Linked DNA regions of Sus scrofa: region 1 is linked to region 2. Evidence: chromatin contacts called from public Hi-C data. All regions are on one chromosome and are shown on one strand. Each heading gives the region's core, a stretch centred on a gene start, on an enhancer-like site or on the middle of the called end of the contact. The rest is flanking DNA. Distances are from core to core; before and after follow the strand shown.

Evidence for each region. Hi-C and Micro-C count contacts between places; a contact is called where the count stands out from the background.
Region 1: a Hi-C map of liver shows a contact between it and region 2, with 1.6 times the contacts expected there. The contact joins the promoter of MTFP1 here to the promoter of RNF215 in region 2. A contact is called at or near these places in 1 of 5 promoter capture datasets (liver), 24 of 47 Hi-C or Micro-C datasets (alveolar macrophages, blood, brain and 10 more) and 2 of 2 datasets of contacts at active chromatin or transcription factors (alveolar macrophages and skeletal muscle).

What each region holds. Positions count from the first base shown.
Region 1 is chr14:47,391,166-47,393,865 of Sscrofa11.1, forward strand. MTFP1 (mitochondrial fission process protein 1) reads left to right here and starts at 1,413. Exons shown (of 5, transcript XM_001929262.7): 1 at 1,413-1,677; 2 at 2,441-2,568. The coding sequence starts at 1,611. It also overlaps a transcript of SEC14L2 not described here.
Region 2 is chr14:47,355,894-47,358,593 of Sscrofa11.1, forward strand. RNF215 (RING finger protein 215) reads right to left here and starts at 1,298. Exons shown (of 10, transcript XM_005670838.3): 1 at 908-1,298; 2 at 567-651; 3 at 509-564; 4 at 1-56. The coding sequence starts at 1,192.

The sequences.
Region 1 (2,700 bases), core at 163-2,662, 35 kb after region 2:
TGGGGAGAGGTCTGGCGAAGCAGATGGAGGAGGAAGGGGCAAGGCTGGCGCTGACAGGATGGCCCGAGGCCGCGCGGGAGCCCCAGTCAGACTCTTCAGGACATCCTGACCTTGGTTTACAACGCTCTGTTAGGAAAATTAACCCAATGAATAAAGCAATGTTCAGTGCACGGGGAGTAGCAGTCAGTGACCTCCGCCTCGCTCTTCGCGGTCCCTCAGTCAAACCTCCACTTTAGGAGCCCAGCGTTTACCCGCTACTAAGCGGGGCGCATGTGCAAAAACAGCCCGCTGCTTAAGCGCTTTCTCACGGCGCCGGGATGGCCAGCTTGCCTCCTGATTGGCCCAGGCCGCATCTTCCGCCATTTTTGCTGAGGGCACTAAGTGTACTCCTGACTTCCTTTACCGTCAGAGCGGAGGCTCCGCCCCACTCGGGCTTCTCAGGGCAAGCTAACAAGTGCGGGTTTGGCGAGTCCTTGCAGCGCTTGCGGCAGGCCCGGAGTGGGAGGTTGGCTGAGAAGCAACGGTCACGTGGTGTTAGGGACCGTCTCCCAATTCCGCGCGTGCACTGCCAGTATTTCCGGGGCTAGGGATCAGCTTGGGCTCCGAAACAAGCTTCCTGCCAGATCACCAATGAACTGGCTGCCTTATAAGATCCCACCAAAATAGAGACGCCTGAAAACAGGGCCCACAATAGGGAGTCTAGGATATTTATTTGATGATGAGCGCCTCCTGGATACACTGCATCAGCCCTGTGCTTACTGTTTTGGGTTATTGCAAAGACTCAAGGAAACTACAGCCAGAGCGCTTAGTGTACGCTCAGTATGTATTAGCTACTCATTTTTTTACAGACGTGGCTGACAGTTAATAGGCGGCACAACTGGAATTTGAACCCAGGACTGCCTGTCTTTAAAAGCTGTGTCTTTGTTTGCTGATACCCCAAAGGATTCAGAGTTTCACTCGGGTTCTCAACATACACTCCCTCAGTCTCATTTACTGAGCTTACCTTAAGAGCATGGGAACTAGAGCCTCACAGCCTGGAATCAAATGTCGGCTTCACTACTCAGCAGTCGTAGGACCCGGGAAAGTGACCAATTATTTCTATCTCTATTCCTCATCTGTAAAAGGAGGGTGGGGTTTATGCCTGGCTGAGGGGAGGGTTTAAAGAAGTAAGCCATCTGGAGTCTTTAGCCAACAGTCTGGCTGGCACTAAACTCGATAAATGATGAGTGTAATTCATCCTCGAAACTGCCCCAGGAGTAAACCCATCCTGTTTCCTATCTAACAAATAAAGTGACGTGCAGAGAAGTACAGACTCTTGCTCGAGGTCACACAGCTATGAAGCGTAGCATCCGGTATTTGAACCTGCGTCTCTTTGGCTCCAACACTACAGTCAGTGCTGAGAGAGGATCGCGCAACCGTTCAACCCCAGAGAAAACGTGATGAAAATTAATCTGTAAAACCCAAGCTTGGGAGGGGGGCGCCAGTGCGCGAGGGAATTTGCAGACGCTCCCTGCTGGTGGGGACCGCACGACCTGTCCTTCAGTCTGGGACCTTAAGCCGGTCCCGCAGCCGCAGACAGGAGCGCTAGTGGAAGCCGAGGCGGAAGCGTCATGTCTGAGCCGCCCCCGCGGGGGGCCGAGCGCGACCTTTTCCGGGACACGTGGGTGCGGTACTTGGGTGAGCACGGGGCAAGGGGCACGGCGACCCCCACACCACGTGGCTGGGAAGCAGGGGTTCCCAGACGCCGGTCAGGGACATGGCGAACGTGGGAGGGCTGTAGTTCTCATTCAGCCGGGGCAGAGACTGGGCTCAGAGAGGGTTCTGGACTGGCTCAAGATCACACAGCTTGGCCTGTCCAGCCCGGCCCTCACGGTCTCTGCTGGTCTGTCTCCCAGGTGGAAGCTGCAGCCCAAGTAGGTGGATGGGGATGAGTGGGCTGCCCCCTGTGGAATGACTGGACACTGGCTGTAGTCAGGGCACTTGAACTCTCATCTTGGATCAGTCGCTCTGACTAAGCTTGTTTCTTCCTCAGCAAAAAGGGATGAGCACAAGGTCTCTCTCATTGGGTGGTAGTTGTGAGGGTACAATGAGATAAGGTACAGAAAGGCCTGGCACTTAGCGAGTTCCCCGTCAGAGGGGCTGCCTTTAGTCTCTCTCACTGCCTGTCCCCCCAGCCAGCTCACATGCTTCTAGAACCCAGACTATTAAGGCAAGTAGGCTGTGAGAATGGAGACAGTACTCAGCTCTCCCATAAGGAAAGAGTCCAGGTGAGCATCATGGGTGTCATTTTACAGGTGGGGAAACACTCACAGGAGTAAAGTCACTTTGTCTAAGGTCATCCAGCTACTGCTTAGCAGGCTGAGATAAGAACCATCTCCCTCTAGTGCCCTCTTGTGGAACAACCCAACCGCTCAGGAATTAAATATTCCTCCACCACCAGGCTATGCCAATGAGGTAGGGGAGGCCTTCCGCTCCTTGGTGCCAACAGCTGTTGTGTGGCTGAGCTATGGTGTGTCCAGCTCCTATGTGCTGGCTGATGCCATTGACAAAGGCAAGAAGGCAAGAGATGTAAGTGTTAACCTGCCCCTCAACCCCCACCCCAGTCCACTCCCCTTGTGGTCAGTCTACAGCCTTGCATATGGTTAAGTCCCTTGTGGCACAGTCGAGTCCCCACAGCCTGGCCTGGTGCATTCCACACCA
Region 2 (2,700 bases), core at 48-2,547:
TGGTTCAAGATGAGGAGGAGCAGGGCAGAGGCTCCCAGGAAGAGCGCCCTCCGCATCTGCAGGACAGAGGCAAAGGCTCACACACACACATATACTTGCCCACACATGCGTCTCACTACCTATGGCCACGGTTGTTCTTATCTCTGGAGAGAACATTTCCTCTGGATAGACTATAAGCTCCTTGAGGTCAAAGGCCGAAACCCTTATGCCTCCTGCCTTCCCCTCAGATGTTCTATGGGACCCAAACAATACAGGGCCTTCCTTGGTCCAAGCAGGGCCCACCCCAGCAGGCACTCCCTGACTAAGCTTCCTGACTCTCTGGCCTCCTCCCACCTCCCTGCTGCCAACCACACTGACCCAGATTCTACAAACTAGGGTCCCTGGCCCTACCCAGGCCCAGGGCTTCTCTGAAGGCTCCTTACCGGCCCACCACTAACCAGGTGGTCTGGCTCTAGTAGTTGCCTTGAAAACCCTCCTCTAGCCCCCTTTTCACATACACCCTCTGCACCTGCTGAACCAGAGCCTTGGGATAGGCCTGTGGGCCGCTGCCCTGACTTTCCTGGTCAATCTGGCCGCCTGCTCCTTGCCCACGTATGCCACCGCAATCCAGCCTTCTCTGGGCACTTCCTGCTCAGCATCCACAACGTCCATCTGTGGGGTGAGGGACCGTGGATAGAGGGAGAGGGGGAGGAAGGGGGATCAGGCACACAGAGGATGCAAGGCCAGGGTTTGGGGACGAATTTGGAGGGGAAGACATCTGATCTCAGATTTTGGAAACCTGAACGCTGGGGGCCTTGGCAGCCTGAGGAAGAGGCGCTGGGCTGCCAGGGCTTGGTCCAGGACGAAGGCTGGATCTGGGCACAAGGTCTAAAGCGGGCCGGAGGCCATAGGGCTCAGCGGCGCTCACCAGCATCAGGCGGCCGCCCATCAGGGGCGCCGCGTCTGCTTCGGGGCCGATCCGGACGCCCTCCAGCACCAGAGCGTCTTGCCGCGGCAGCTTCACGTCCACCCGTACCGCGCGGGCCCCGCCCCGTCCCGCCCCGGCCGTGGGCTTGCTGCCGTCCGCCGCGGCCCCGGGCCCCGCCAGGCCCAGCCAGAGTGGCAGCAGGGGCAGCAGCAACAGCAGGGGCGACGGCGCCGGCGGAGGAGGAGGTGGCAGCGACCTCAGCGCGGGGCGAGCGGCGGGGCCCATGGCCGGACCCGGCGAGCAGGCCGCACAGAGATCCCGGGGTCCCGAACGCTGCGGGGTTGGGGAGCGAAGCCTCAGCCGGACGGGGCGGGGCGCTGGGAGGGGAGGGGGCGGGGCCGTGGCCGGACGGGGCGGGGCTCCGGGAGGCGGCGTGGGCTCTAGGCGGCTCTCCTGCCCAGACCGGGCTGCGCGCGCCCCCTGGTGGCCGCGGAGAACACCGGCGGCGGAGGTCTGGGACGCTGGATCTGGGCGGTGCGAGGTCACCATACTCAAGTCAGACAGTAGGTGATTTGAACTTGTTGCGTTTTGTCTGGAGGAATGTCTAGAGGTCTGGACGCTGGCCCTTTCTCTATAGCGGCCCGACGCTCAGGGTTGGCCTAGGCCTCCCTTTCTCCACCGGACAGAACTCTGGAGGCGGGCAGGGAGGGCGTGGAGCTGGGGAGGAAATTGAGGTAAGGGTCCCAGAGGGGCAGAAAGTGGGACCAGGCCTAACTCAGCTCCGTAGTGTTGTCCATTATATCCCCTTACTTGCGGCCCTGGGGAGGAAAAAAAAAAAAGAATACCTAAAGAAATGGAATGATGCTCGGGTTAATGGATTGCTAGACTTAATACTGTTAAGATGGCAATACTACCTAAAGTCATCTACATATTCAAAGCAATCCCCAATAAAATTAATTTTTTTTTTTTTTTTTTTTTTGCCTTTTAGGGCCACACCCACGACATATAGAGATTCCCAGGCTAAGGTTCAAATCAGAGCTGTAGCTGCTGGCTTACACCATAGCCACAGCAACACAGGATCTGAACCACTTCTGTGACCTACACAGCAGTCACTGGCAGCACTGGATCCTTAACCCACTGAGCCAGGCTGGGGATTGAACCTGCATCCTCATGGATGCTAGTCAGATTCATTAACTGCTCAGCCACGATGGGAACTCCTAAAATTAAAATTGTAATGACTTTTTCTTTGGCTACACCCATGGCATGTGGAAGTGGCCAGAGATCGAACCTGAGCCATAGCAGGCCCAAGCCCGCTGTGCCACAAGAGAACTCCTCTAATGACAAACCCATCCTATGCAAAGGGCCCTGACTAGCCCATATTGGAAAAAGAATAAAGTTAAGACTCATTCTTACCAATTTGTAAACATACTACAAAGGTACAGTGATCAAAAAACAGCGTAGTAAAGATAGACATGTAAACAAATGGAATAGAATTGGGAGTCTAGAAATAGACCCAGACATCTATAGCCAATTGATTTTCTTTTTTTTTTTTTTTTTTTTTCAGGGCCACACCTTTGGCATATGGAGGTTTCCAGGCTAGGGGTCAAATTGGAGCTGCAGCCGCTGGCCTATGCCACAGCCACAGCCACACCAAATCCAAGCCACATCTGTGACCTACACCGCAGTTCACGGCAACACCGGATCCTTAACCCACGGAGCGAGGCCAGGGATGAACCTACATCCTCATGGATACTGGTCAGATTCGTTTCCACTGAGCCACAACAGGAACTCCC